3 separate regions of the Mus musculus genome follow, and all the other regions are linked to region 1. Evidence: chromatin contacts called from public Hi-C data. All regions are on one chromosome and are shown on one strand. The core of a region is the stretch at or near the end of the contact, and the rest is flanking DNA. Distances in the headings are between cores, read along the strand shown.

Evidence for each region. A called contact is a pair of places that touch in the nucleus more often than the background predicts.
Region 2: a Hi-C map of the N1E-115 cell line shows a contact between it and region 1, with 2.3 times the contacts expected there. The contact joins two enhancer-like sites. A contact is called at or near these places in 1 of 39 promoter capture datasets (the 3T3-L1 cell line), 9 of 484 Hi-C or Micro-C datasets (the N1E-115 cell line, cranial neural crest, embryonic fibroblasts and 3 more) and 3 of 115 datasets of contacts at active chromatin or transcription factors (cardiomyocytes, fibro-adipogenic progenitors and neural progenitor cells).
Region 3: a Hi-C map of cortical neurons shows a contact between it and region 1, with 2.9 times the contacts expected there. The contact joins two enhancer-like sites. A contact is called at or near these places in 6 of 484 Hi-C or Micro-C datasets (cerebral cortex, cortical neurons and reprogramming fibroblasts).

Annotation. Positions count from the first base shown.
Region 1 is chr5:45,276,283-45,280,390 of GRCm38.p6, reverse strand. All of the region lies in intron 4 of D5Ertd615e (DNA segment, Chr 5, ERATO Doi 615, expressed), which reads left to right. Among named protein-coding and RNA genes, the nearest start is that of Gm46912, 120 kb to the right of the region's middle. Within about 2 kb of position 2,265, at least 68 of the 459 cell types and tissues checked have an H3K27ac peak or open chromatin away from gene starts, as enhancers often do. A contact at or near this core is called in the N1E-115 cell line, cortical neurons and uterus, where this site is marked.
Region 2 is chr5:45,100,725-45,104,832 of GRCm38.p6, reverse strand. All of the region lies in intron 5 of D5Ertd615e (DNA segment, Chr 5, ERATO Doi 615, expressed), which reads left to right. Among named protein-coding and RNA genes, the nearest start is that of Gm46912, 60 kb to the left of the region's middle. Within about 2 kb of position 1,987, at least 37 of the 459 cell types and tissues checked have an H3K27ac peak or open chromatin away from gene starts, as enhancers often do. A contact at or near this core is called in the N1E-115 cell line and uterus, where this site is marked.
Region 3 is chr5:45,135,604-45,139,711 of GRCm38.p6, reverse strand. All of the region lies in intron 5 of D5Ertd615e (DNA segment, Chr 5, ERATO Doi 615, expressed), which reads left to right. Among named protein-coding and RNA genes, the nearest start is that of Gm46912, 25 kb to the left of the region's middle. Within about 2 kb of position 2,306, at least 26 of the 459 cell types and tissues checked have an H3K27ac peak or open chromatin away from gene starts, as enhancers often do. A contact at or near this core is called in cortical neurons, where this site is marked.

The DNA.
Region 1 (4,108 bases), core at 1,016-3,515:
TCCCAAGTGCTGGGATTAAAGGCATGTGCCACCACTGCCCGGCAAGGGGCCTCCAGATTCTTGAGGGTTAAGTGCATCATCTCTGAATGAATACAGACCTGGAAGGCCTCTACTGTATGTGTGTTGGGGGCCTCATATCAGCTGTTGTATGCTGCCTGTTTGGTGGTCCAGTGTTTGAGAGATCTTGGGGGACCAAATTAATTGAGACTGCTGGTCCTCCTACAGGATCACCCTTCTCCTCAACTTCTTTCAGCCTTCCCTAATTCAATAATGGGGTCAGCTGCTTCTGTTCATTGGTTGGGTGCAAATATCTACATCTGACTCTTTCAGCTGCTTGTTGGGTCTTTCAGAGGGCAGTCATAATGGGTTCCTTTTTGTGAGCGCTCCATAGCCTCAGTAATAGTGTCAGGCTTTGGGACTTCCCCTTGAGCTGGATCCCACTTTGGGCCTGTCGCTGGACCTTCTTTTCCTCAGGCTCCTCTCCATGTCCATCCCTGTAATTCTTTCAGACAGGAACAATTATGGGTCAGAGGTGTGACTGTGGGATGGCAAACCCATCCCTCACTTTATGTCCTGTCTTCCTGCTGAAAGTGACACCAGTCATTTTTATCTTGTGTATTTATTTTGTTTGAAGACAGTCTCTACAAAGGACCCCTTGGAACACTAATATCTTCTTACTCTAGATACTGACTTTATTATGCCATTTGATGGCTGGTAAATTGAGACATTAATAAATAAAACTATGCAAATAAGTTTTACAATTTAGTCATTGCCTGACTATAGACAAGCAACTTCATGCCCATGAGCTCTAGTTTTCCTATTTGCAAAATAGGAACAATAATGTCTGCTCTGTGCTGTTATGAGGGTAGAAATCTAATCTAAATTGTCCCTTAACTCAAAGGCCAGCCCCTAAGAATAAGACTCTTGTCTGTGTTTACCAAATATAGTGTCCTCCTGACTCTTTGGCCAGGACTCAATTTCATGTTTCCTGGTCAGTTGTGAGTGTAGAAGGGAAAAGAGAGGATGTGCGTGTATTAGGAGTGTATGTGGCTGAAATTTGACTCTGTTAAAGCATGCTGTCTCCTAACAGCTCTTCTTTTGGGGTTTGGAGAAACAAAAGACTTCTTCTCTTGGTTAGGAAACCAAGATCTAGAAGCATGAAGTCTCTGGGAGCCATTTCTTCTATTCCTAAAATTGACTCTAATGTGCTCTGTGACCTATGGAACACACTTTTACCTGTCTGAATCTCTGCTTCCTATGACATAAGATAGGTCTGGGGACATTGCTTAGTGTTTAACTTCCTGGTGTGAGCTTTACCTACCTGGTGTGAGGTCTTAGTCTTGAATTTGATCAAATTACAAAAATAAAATAAGGTAAAATGAGGTGGCTAGTCCAGGTGGCATTAGCGACTCTTCAATCTTTGCAGTTTTAAAATTCTATCCAGATTTGGGAGTATAAAAACCTCGAAGTGTGTTTCTTTTCTGTAAAATGAAGGGGTGTGTGGTAGCAACGAAGAGGTCGATGATGGGACTGTTATTTTAAATTGGCCACTTGGGGTCGCTAGCGACTCGAGACTGGCTGATAAGGACAGCAGAATGCCTCAGGGAATGGATTCTGGGGGCGGTTGATGAAATTTTCTTTCTTGTCTCTCCCTTTGGTTCTAGAATTTGGCAGAAAACTTGATCGCATCATTAGTGTTGAACAGCTCTTAAGCACGTGGCAGAGGACTGTATAGAGCCTAGGCTGTGGCAAGGTAGCCATGCCCATCCCCAAAGAGAAGAGAAGAGAAGAGAAGAGAAGAGAAGAGAAGAGAAGAGAAGAGAAGAGAAGGGAACAGAAAGAAAATAAAAGGAAAGGAAAGGAAAGGAAAGGAAAGGAAAGGAAAGGAAAGGAAAGGAAAGGAAAGGAAAGGAAAGGAAAAACAGAAAAGAATTAGACAAATATCGGAGATGCAGCTGGTCCTGCCTTTTGATTACTCGGTGTGCCTTGACTTGAAAAACCGGTTCTGCAAGGTTAAACTGGGTGGCATAAAACCTGACTCCGAGGTAGTGTAGTTTGTCCCATAGAATTCGGAATCATCAAAGGCAGAGAGCATTGAATTCCCACGGAAGCCCGCTGAGTAGGGGGTTTTCCTGATGAGCTCTGCTGATGAGGAAAATGTAGCGGAGAAAGACGCAAAAGTCCCAGTGGAATCCAGTGAGGGATCACCTAGCAAGAAATAAACAAAAGAGGGCCAAGCGTCTTTGCACTTGGAGCTGACAAGCTCCGCATAATGTAACCCTGTCCAGAAGAGCAGTACCCTGCTCAGAGCATGAGAATAGCTTTCTGCAGTGCTGTGTAAACAGTCTTTTTCACTAGCCTTCCTGGCTGCTAAACTGGGAGAAGCTTAAGTGGAGGAGGAGGAGGAGGAGGAAAAGGAGGAGGAGTCATCGTCAGAAGGATCTTAATAGAGACAGATTTGGAACTCCCACTGTCCCCTTTCAGGTCTTGAATTACTGTTAATTTTGTTACACCCATCTCTCTTCTCCTAATACTTTTAGAGAATGACAATAAAGAGTCTGCAAAACGAGGGAAATCCACTTTGCCAGGCTGGTCAAAGAGACCCTATCTAGGGGCTGCTTCAGATGGAGGTCTTCTGCAACAGAAGTGAAATATCTATGCCCCAGGTGCCCTTCAGGGGTCATCTGCAGTACCCCTTTGCAGTTTGCTGTTGGGGAGCAGCTTACAGAAAAGGAAAGTGTTTGTGCCATTGTTTGGGGGCTTTCCTTGTTTGCCCCCTCCAAACCTCCAAGTCCAGTCCCTGGTAAACTGTTGGGGACTCTGGAGACTTCAGCGTCTTTTCAGTTTCTTCCTAAACTGTACATTCACACCCATACTGTTTATGTGCACGATCCCCTCTGGTATGTGTCCAGCACAGTTACAGAAACGTACTACGTCTGGGTGCACTCAGGACTTTCAAGGGGTTAACCTCTTTTTTTATATTGCTATCTTCTGTGAAATGGAATAATGCTGGTATTTCCCTAAGGGTGTGATGGGTAGGTTGTAGCAATGTTGAAGTGTAAGGTGATCCAGACTTAGTGACACTATGATAGGTACTATTCCTTGAACTTTGCAGTCCATGATGGTAGCATGTATAACGACAGAACATTCAAAATATAGCTACTGGTGCACTGAGAACAGACTGCCCCGAAAACACTATGGGACATCTCCAGCAATTTTTACACAGATCCTAAGTTTATGTTGTAATTGGTTGCAAATATGTGCTTGAATAAAGTGCCTTTTAAAAGTTAATCTTATGCTACTTTTTGAAAATATGGCTACTAGGCAATTATTATACAAATAATCATGATAGAATATTTTTTTTTACAAATGGCTTATATTTGTATCTCACACTTTATTTCTGCTTGATTTTGCTACCCTAGTCCCTCTAGGACTCATCTGTCTACTAAAATACTACCATTCAACACTACCAAGCTCATTTTGCAGAGCCAACATTACTTGGTAACAAAACAAGAAAGAAAGAAAGAGGAAAGAAAAAGAAAGAAAGAAAGAAAGAAAGAAAGAAAGAAAGAAAGAAAGAAAGGAAGAAAGAAAGAGAGAGAGAGAGAGAGAGAGAGAGAGAAAAAATGAAAACTGTAGATTATTTTCCCTGGTAAATATTTTTAAAATCTCAATAAAATACTTGCAAATTGAATTCAAGAACACATTAAGAACATCCTACACTGTGACCAAGTTGGTTTCAGTCCAAGGTTGGTTGAACATATACAAATTGATAACTGCAATCCAACCCGTAAGTACAAAAGGATAGCAGCCACATGACAATCTCAATCCATAGGGTAAAGGCATTCAAGAAAGTTCAACATCTTTCCATGATAAAAGCTGTGAAGAAGCTGGGGATAGAACCTACCTCGATATAAACAGGCTACATATGAAAGACACACAGCCAGTATTGTACTAAGTAGGGAAAACCTGAAAGCATTTCTTCTAGAATCTGGACTAGGATGAGGATGCCTTCGCTTTCCACTCTTGTCACTACTTGAGGTCTAAGCTACAGCAGTAAGACAAGAGAGAAAAAAAGATGCAAATTAAAAAAAGGAAGAACCCAAAT
Region 2 (4,108 bases), core at 738-3,237, 180 kb after region 1:
CTCGAACTTGGTTCTCTCTTTCCACCATATGGTTGTCAGCCTTGACAACATTTACCTATTTAGCCAGCTTGCTAGCCCACAGGACATTCAAAGCCATGAAAGAAAGGAAGAAGAAACTCTGTCTGATCTATGCTCTCTCTGGGGGTTGATAGAATCTTAGCCCTGCCATTGGAAGTTGATATATGATGTAGAGATGCTGTCCCTACGTCCCAACAAGCAACTTCAACAACCTAACACATTTCCCTAGAAACAGCCGCCATTTTGAATGGTTACCGTTTCCTCCTCAACCTCAGGGCTACTCTTGCAAAGCATGATGGTAATGAGTGTGGGATGTTTCATTACTTGAAGATATGAGAACCTACAAAAACAAACAAACAAACAAACAAACAAAGAACAAAAAGGACAGGCGTGGCGTCCCCATGCTCTCTCTTTAACTTCTAAAGAACCTGAACCTGTGTGAAAGCATTTCTCTGAAACCTGTCCAAGAACTGCAGAAGGCAGCTGCACAGAATCTTGGGAGAAATAGCTTTAGCTTCCTATAATTTTTGCAGTGTTTAAGGACTGCACTGAAGGAATGTGAAATCAAGATGATTGACATTGCTAAGCTTTGCTCCCCCCCCCCTCCCCGTTAATGCTGCACACATGGTCTTTTTAAAAAGAGCACTCCACACGCAAAACATAATTGCTCCCTGCTTCTGCAAAGGTTTGCCTTCAATAGAGTTGCATTTTCCTGATAGAACTGATTAAAATAAATTAAATGAACCACTCACTTATTCTTCCAGTTTGCAAACTTTGAAATTTTTAACAGGGCTTTTATACAGGCTTACACTGTGCAGCTCCACATACTATGGTGGAGTGCATTATAAGTACACAGTTGAAAACCTAGATAACAATGTTTTCAGTGAAGTGGGGTGGGGGTGCGATGATTCAATGTCTAGCGCACAGGCTATCAAACCTCAGCTGCCTTGACCATCAGGCCAGGTAACTTTTGATGCCTTTCCAAGCCTGCTGGCTCCTGCCAACACTGTCAGGTCCTTCTCTAAGATGCTAGCTGCCTTGGGAGAAATGTTATTTTTACATAACTAACCCATAAATGTTGATGGCAGAGGAACAAAATTCTTGGGCGGAGCTCCCATCCCTATGTTTTCTGTAATCGTTATGTTGACTCCTTAAACGCAGCAATATGTATATCGATAGGTGTATGTGTGCCTAGAAGCATGCACACGTATGTTCTGTACCTTACATTGTTACATCATACCACTAGTTATATAGAATTCTGTTAGTATTGTAACTGTATTACCTTTGTGGATTGCCTTCATATTATATTATTAACTATGTTCTATCTGTATGCATTGCTAAGATGAGCTTGTTCCAACACTTTTTATGAGGCAGTCTCAACAGATCTTGCTTGTGGCTTATACCACTTATGAACACATATATTATTTTAGTGGTAATCCATGTCACACCACATAAAATACATCGGAGTTTATAAAAATGTTGCAGAATAATACCTGCTTGGCTTAATGTAACTTATTGAGTTTGTGGCAGTTACATTTTCTCTTTTAGAAATATCCAGGCATTGATCAAATGAATGACTGCAGAGTGACTATAAACCAAAGTGAGGAAAGAGAAGAGGAAGAAGAGAAAATGCCAAATAAGACAAAGTGGCAGGAAAACGGCAGAAAAAAAAATCCACTCATTTTCAGTTTTCTTTCTAAATCAGACCATATCTCACCGTATGTTATCACTTGGTATGATGGGTCTTAAATATGTGGTTGGCTTGAGGATTTTTTTCCCTCGCTTTCTGAAAAATTTGGGGGAGTTAAAGGCAAAGGAGGCAGTGAGGTTGTTAAACATTCTGATCAGGTTTCCTCCAGGGTCTTGCTGCTGGGAGAATGTCTTATGGGTAAATTTCCACTCTCTCAGCAGGGTGTGTTTTGCATGAACTGAGTCCCAGGAGAAAATGTTATTCCACACAACAAAGCCCTGGCAGTGACTCATATTAAACTGACCAGGAGGAGGGAGGAAGACACCGACCTGGGGGAGGGAGCACAGGACACAATTTACTTTCTAAAAACTGACTACAGCTCTCTGGGAAATGAAAATCCTCCCAGCTCTCTGTGTTTCCCTGCCATGATTTTCGTATATATAAAAAAGTATTTTCCATGTGTCATAAAGATTTTCGGGGATGAAATGAAGATTCTTAGACAAGGGAAGGAAAACTAGGAGTCTTTCCCAGAGAAAATAACAAAACAAGTCTTTGTCACCTACCCCTGTTAGTTATAACAAATGTAATTGACAGGCTAGCTAATTTCATAAAGCCATTATTGTCTCTCTACCAGAAACCAGACCCTAAAATGCACTGATCTGAAAGAGATTGCTTACTTGGGTCTAAATGTTTCAAACACTACAGAACCTAAAAATGGATTCCTCTTGAATGTACTAAACCAACTTGAACGGCAAACGCCTTTCCTTTGCCAAAAGGCTAGCAATTTACAGACCATGGCTGCCCTGATGTTCCCTATTGTTTCAAAGCTCCTTGATCATATGATATAGGTCTGCAATGTGATCTTTTTAATTATCTTTTTTATTATTCCAACATGTACCAGGGTCCTAAACTTCCCCAGGATTTATTGATAAGGGCGTCTTCCACTTGTACTACCCCATTTCATTGCTGTTTTTATAATGGTTTCTAACTAATAAAATGTTATCTTATTCATTTTGTTTATATGTAATAAATCAGATGCCTTCCCCTTCTTTTCGAGGCAGATCTAGCTGGGAGAGACTGTCTCAATGTGTTAAACCCATGACGTCTTTTGCATACAAATAGAAATTAGTACAAGAGCATTTCATTAAGGAAAGTATTGCTGCTTCTGCCTGACCTAGGGAAAATTAATATTCTAAATACAAAATCACGTGACTTGGGTCTGTATCTCTGCACCAACTGAAGCTATAAAAAGATGCCTGGAAAAAAGGCTGGGCTTCTCCTTTATTCCAATACCAGTATTATTTCATTGGTGAAGGAGACAGAACGGATGGAAAAATGGTTGGCATCATTTTGCAGGCAGCTGTTAACCCCAGATGTTATATTTATTCACCAAATATTTATTAAACCGTTAGGACAGATGCAGGGTGGGGTTGTGCAAGAGACATGCCCCCACCTAAGAATTTGTACTTTTTTCAAAGGAGAAATAGAAAACAAACATGATTATGTAAACAAATACCCACTTTTGAAATGTGAAGAGAATTGATAGTAGACAGCATTCTCTCTCTCTCTCTCTCTCTCTCTCTCTCTCTCTCTCTCTGTGTGTGTGTGTGTGTGTGTGTGTGTGTTTTGAAGATTGGCAGGGAGAAGGGGAAAAGAGATTAATGGAATATATTTGATTTGAAAGCAAAAGCATAGACGATTTGAAGGCAGGGATCCAGCAAGAGGGAGGACGGGACCAGAAGTGAGTTGGGGGATAATAAAGTCTAATGATCTAAATGTGTGAAAATGTTAAAGTGAAATCCATTTGTTTATACGTTAAAACTAAGTTTTAAAAATAGCCTCCCCAAATCTATCCTTCAGCTGCTCTGCCTGGTCTTGGGGACAAGGGCAGCTTTGAGAGGAGCCTACTACAGCAATTTCCAGGGCCCATGTAATAGAGATGCCGGGCAGTGCTGGGTGGGGAGCCACAGCTCCATACGCATTCAGCAGAGGGAGGGGGGATGCTTAGAGCTGATGGAAGATGCTACCTTTCTTCAGGAGTGTTGCAAAGCTTTGAGGCCAAGGGCAACGTGACCAAAAACATGGCGTTGAGCAGAATCACATTAAAAGGAAAGGATGGTTAGTTTCAGGTGCAAGGACAGGAGATATACAGTGGCTGGGAATGAGGCAGCAAAAGTAGGTTGAAGGCACATGGTGTTGGATACTGAGTTGGATACTAGATGCTTTACCATGGTAGTTTTTGTACTTTGGTTGAGCACTGGTAATGTAGGAAGTTTAAAATTGAGGTTATAGTGTACATAGTACATTCTCCCTGTGAATCCTTAATTTCAGTTAATCATGGTTAACTTTAGTCCATAGATTTTACATGTAAACTTTTAGAAGTAAACAATTCCTGGCTTT
Region 3 (4,108 bases), core at 1,057-3,556, 140 kb after region 1:
GAAAACCACAGTTACTATCCTCAGCTAACATCAAATTTTAAAACTCCGAAGCCAAATTGTGTCAGAGTTTCCGTTTTGATGTTGGGAGAGGATCAGAAAGAACACAGGTGCACTGTATTTGCAATAATTCGCAGAGCTAAAAAGAGATGGGGGTAATTGATGCCTAGAGCTGCACGGAGGTTGGATAAACACTCCCTAACTACCTGTCACCCATTTGTGTCAATATTTATAAGCCAACAGATGCAGCTTCAAAGGATGCCTGCATACTTATTGGTTAAAGCAACTGGGAGAAGCCAGGCTTGCATTAGTAGTCTCACATTAGTTACCTTTCTGTTGCTGTGATAGAATACCCTGACAAGAGCAACCAAAAGAGAAGACTTATTTTGGTTTCCAGATCTAGCGGGCTATAATCCATCATGAAGGAGAAGGCATGACCAGCAAAAGCATGAATCTGGCAAGCTAGTCAGAAAATCAGAGAGCAAATAGGAAATAGGGCAAGGCTATAAATCCTCAAAGCCCACCTCCTTTTTGAGGTACTTCCTCCAGCAAGGCTACACCCCCTTAAAGGCTCCATAACCTTCCCAAACAGTGCTATAAATTGGGGATCAGAGTATTCAAAACCATGAGCTTTTAGAGGGCATTTTTGTAATCAAACCACAGCAGCTGTAAGAGGACTTTGATGTCTCTGTATAGTGCAATGACAAGGACAGACCATTGTAGGCATTGTAGATAGTGGGGAAATAGAGAAACCTAACATTGGTTGGAGTATGGGCGAAGGAAGGAAGAGGAACAGGTGCAGGAGAAAGGATGACACGGAGCGGGAAGAGCAAGGTGGATGCAAAGTGAGTTCCATTAGACCTCAAAAGTAAAAATAGACCCAGATGTGTACACCAACATGGTATGTGCATGTGTGTGTGTGTGTGTGTGTGTGTGTGTGTGTGTGTGTGTGTGTGGCGCGCGCGCGCACATGAGTGCGTACAGAACAGAGATATGGAAATGAGTGTCAGAGATGAGATGAGAAAAAGACCTGGAGCATGGTTGAGGTTGGAGGTTATGTGGTGAGACAAGAGCTGGATTGGAATCAAGGGAACGGCCGAAGCCTGCATCTGGGGACTAGAAAGAGATGCCGGGGTCACTTCAGTGAGCTGAGAGTGAAGAGAAATGATTTGGATAAATACCCAAGACCTGGTTTTGAAGGTGATGCGAGATGCTGTATTCTATAGAGAAGAACCATGAACAGAGTGTTGGAGAATAAGCACCTGTGTGATTTGGCCCCATGTGATTGGGTGGACACTGTTGGTAAAGTCCTTCACCTGGTGGCCCTCAGATGCCTCAGCAATTGTAGTGTCATAAGAAGGTGCCACTGCAACAAGTCAAGAAGCTATAGGTTTCATCTCTGACTACCTGAGGGAAGCACAAATTGTATCCAGACAGTCAACAAATATGGCCACCACCATGCTTAATAAATACATCCTTCCATCGCAGAGGTGCTATGGGTACTAGGACACTGTCTCTGTACCCTACTGGAGAAAATTTTACCTTCATTTTTATTTTCCTGGGAACCAGAATCTACTAAATGTGATTAAAACAGGACTTATCTGGAGTTGAGGCTGGTCTCTGAGCTAAAAATTCTGTGGACTACATTTCTAGAAAGGAGGAAAGAGCCTTCAGAAAGCTGCCTTGCCAGGGTGGCTGTTCTGTGCTCAGAGTGTGGTATTAGGAACCATCATTTGTCTTCATTGTGGTAATCTGTCTCTTTCTGAAAGCATTTTGGGCTATGCACATTTTACCACTCTTAGAAAGCTGGGATTTTTTTTCTTTCTTTCTTTTTTTTTTTTTTTTTAACAAATTCACAAATAGGTTTCTAATTCCATTCTGCTCCTATCACGTCCCAGTAATTCTCACATTATTTCTGGAAGATTAGCAGGCACACAGTTGTAGTGACATAATTAGTATTCACAGGAGATAATGATGTCAAGGGACTTCGTTGCTCTTAGAATCTAAATGAAAAAGTAAGAATAGCAAAAGTTGGATTGGTGATAATTTCTCATCATAAATTGGGTGCTTGTTAAGGAAAAAAGGGAGTCGTAAATGAGATTGGGTAATACAAACATACTGGATAAATCATTTAAAAGAATGTAGATTTAGTTTGTTTTCTGCTTAGCTCCCTACCTACAAGGAAACAGCATTCCCCCTTTTGCCATGAAATAGTTAAGCCCGAGAAGCGCTTCAGGCAATAAAACACTGACTGGAATCTTCCCGACAATGCTTTCCTTCCTCGTCTTTTTTATGACTAATTGAAATGAAAGGCTGGGGAAGCTTAATGCTAAGGAAACACTGTGCGCCCTGTGCTGTGATTCCGTGAAGGGGAGTCTAGATGGTGGGGCTCTCTGCCCTGGAATTTTAAGAGACCTAACCAAAGAATCAATATTTCAATTAGGTGCTGTGGTGGGTGGGCTTGCGAGTACTGTTAAGGTAGCTAGAAGATTGCTAGGTATTTTCTTGGGAGGGTTCATTCCTGTGAACTCTCCTTTATTTTCTTTTTAATCAGAGCTTTCAAAGCCTAGCTGCTTTGTCTGCCTTTGAACCACTGAAGGTGACAAAAGAATCAGAAATGTAAATTATGAGTGCTTCCCTAAAGGCTGCTAACAGCTTGCTCCATGGTCTCCACCAGAGAGGTAACTATAAGCAACTATTTTCTAGAGCCCAGGGTCTCGGGCCTCTGAGTTGTCAGAATCGTCACACCACTTTTTAAACAATACTTCAATGTTCACTTGGAGGCGTGGTCAGAAAGGAGACAGTGACTCAGTGTGGGTGGCTGGGGCTTGGCTGACCACTGAAAGTTCCAATGTTGGAAAATCAAACCTCAAATTTACATATGAACAGCATCTGAAGATGAAATGTGTTGGAAGTACTTGGGATTAAATGATTTCATGAGAGTGGAGCCCCATAATAACATTAGTAGCTTTACTGGAGGTGGAGAGAGAGAGAGAGAGAGAGAGAGAGAGAGAGAGAGAGAGAGAGAGAGAGAGAGAGAAAGAGAGAGAGAGAGAAAATGAACTAAACAAGAGTATTTACTCTGCCTATCCATGTGATGCTCTTGATATAAAGAATTGAGAAAGTCCCTACCTGATGATGGTGCCATGCTCCAGAATGGTGATATTATTTATTACTGTTTATCATCATCATCTAAATAAATTGGTCTCAGCTGATTTGTTATAGTAACAGAAAACAGACTGACATGATTCGTTTGACTGGAGTAACCCCTCTTTCATCTCTTTTACATGAGATTTGGCTTCAAATGTGATTGTATTTATCAACCACTAAGTGGCTGATATCAAATGGGCTGTCACAGGCTTCCTCAGAGCAATCACCCCTACTGATCCACTTCTAGACTCAGCGCTCTTTCTAGCACTCTAGGAATAGAAACATTATTTCTCAGCATTTTACATACTTCCCATATTTGATATTTGCAGGCCTTTCATCCTCAGTTTTGAGGATGTTGTCACCATGGTCCTCCAGTGTAACAAGCCATTCATCCTTTGCTTTGGATTTTTTCCAAGAGGCTCTGTAAAGTCCCTGAAAGAAATGATGCTCCTGCCCTTTTCATCTGTGTTTCTTCTAACAATTGGGATAGTGAAAATATGTGTCACACAATTAGAAGGATCTGAGAGAGACAGCCAAAAATCTTGATTCCCACCGGCATTTTTTTTTCTCTCCCCAATGGTCTGCTCTGTGTTTGCTGCTGCCTCCAGCATTCTGTGGGCCACTGACTTGCATAAAACATGCTTTTTGTGTCTGTTTTTCCTACTGGCTCTTAGAGGACAGGGACTATAGCTCCCTTTGTCAACCTTTCAGAAAACATTTTAACTCCTCAGAGCATCCACTTCCTCAAATGCAATTTAATAAGGGTAAGAATGTCACCGCAAGTGACTGAAATATTAGATGAAAGCCCACAAAATATTGTCCAAAGGACGAGTGAAGGAAAAAAAAGAAAAAACAACAACAGGTTATTTGAAAGATTCTGCTTAAGGAGTTCCCAAGATATTTAGAATTACATCCAAGGATCAAATTAAACTGTGAGAAAGCCACATAGTTACCACCTATT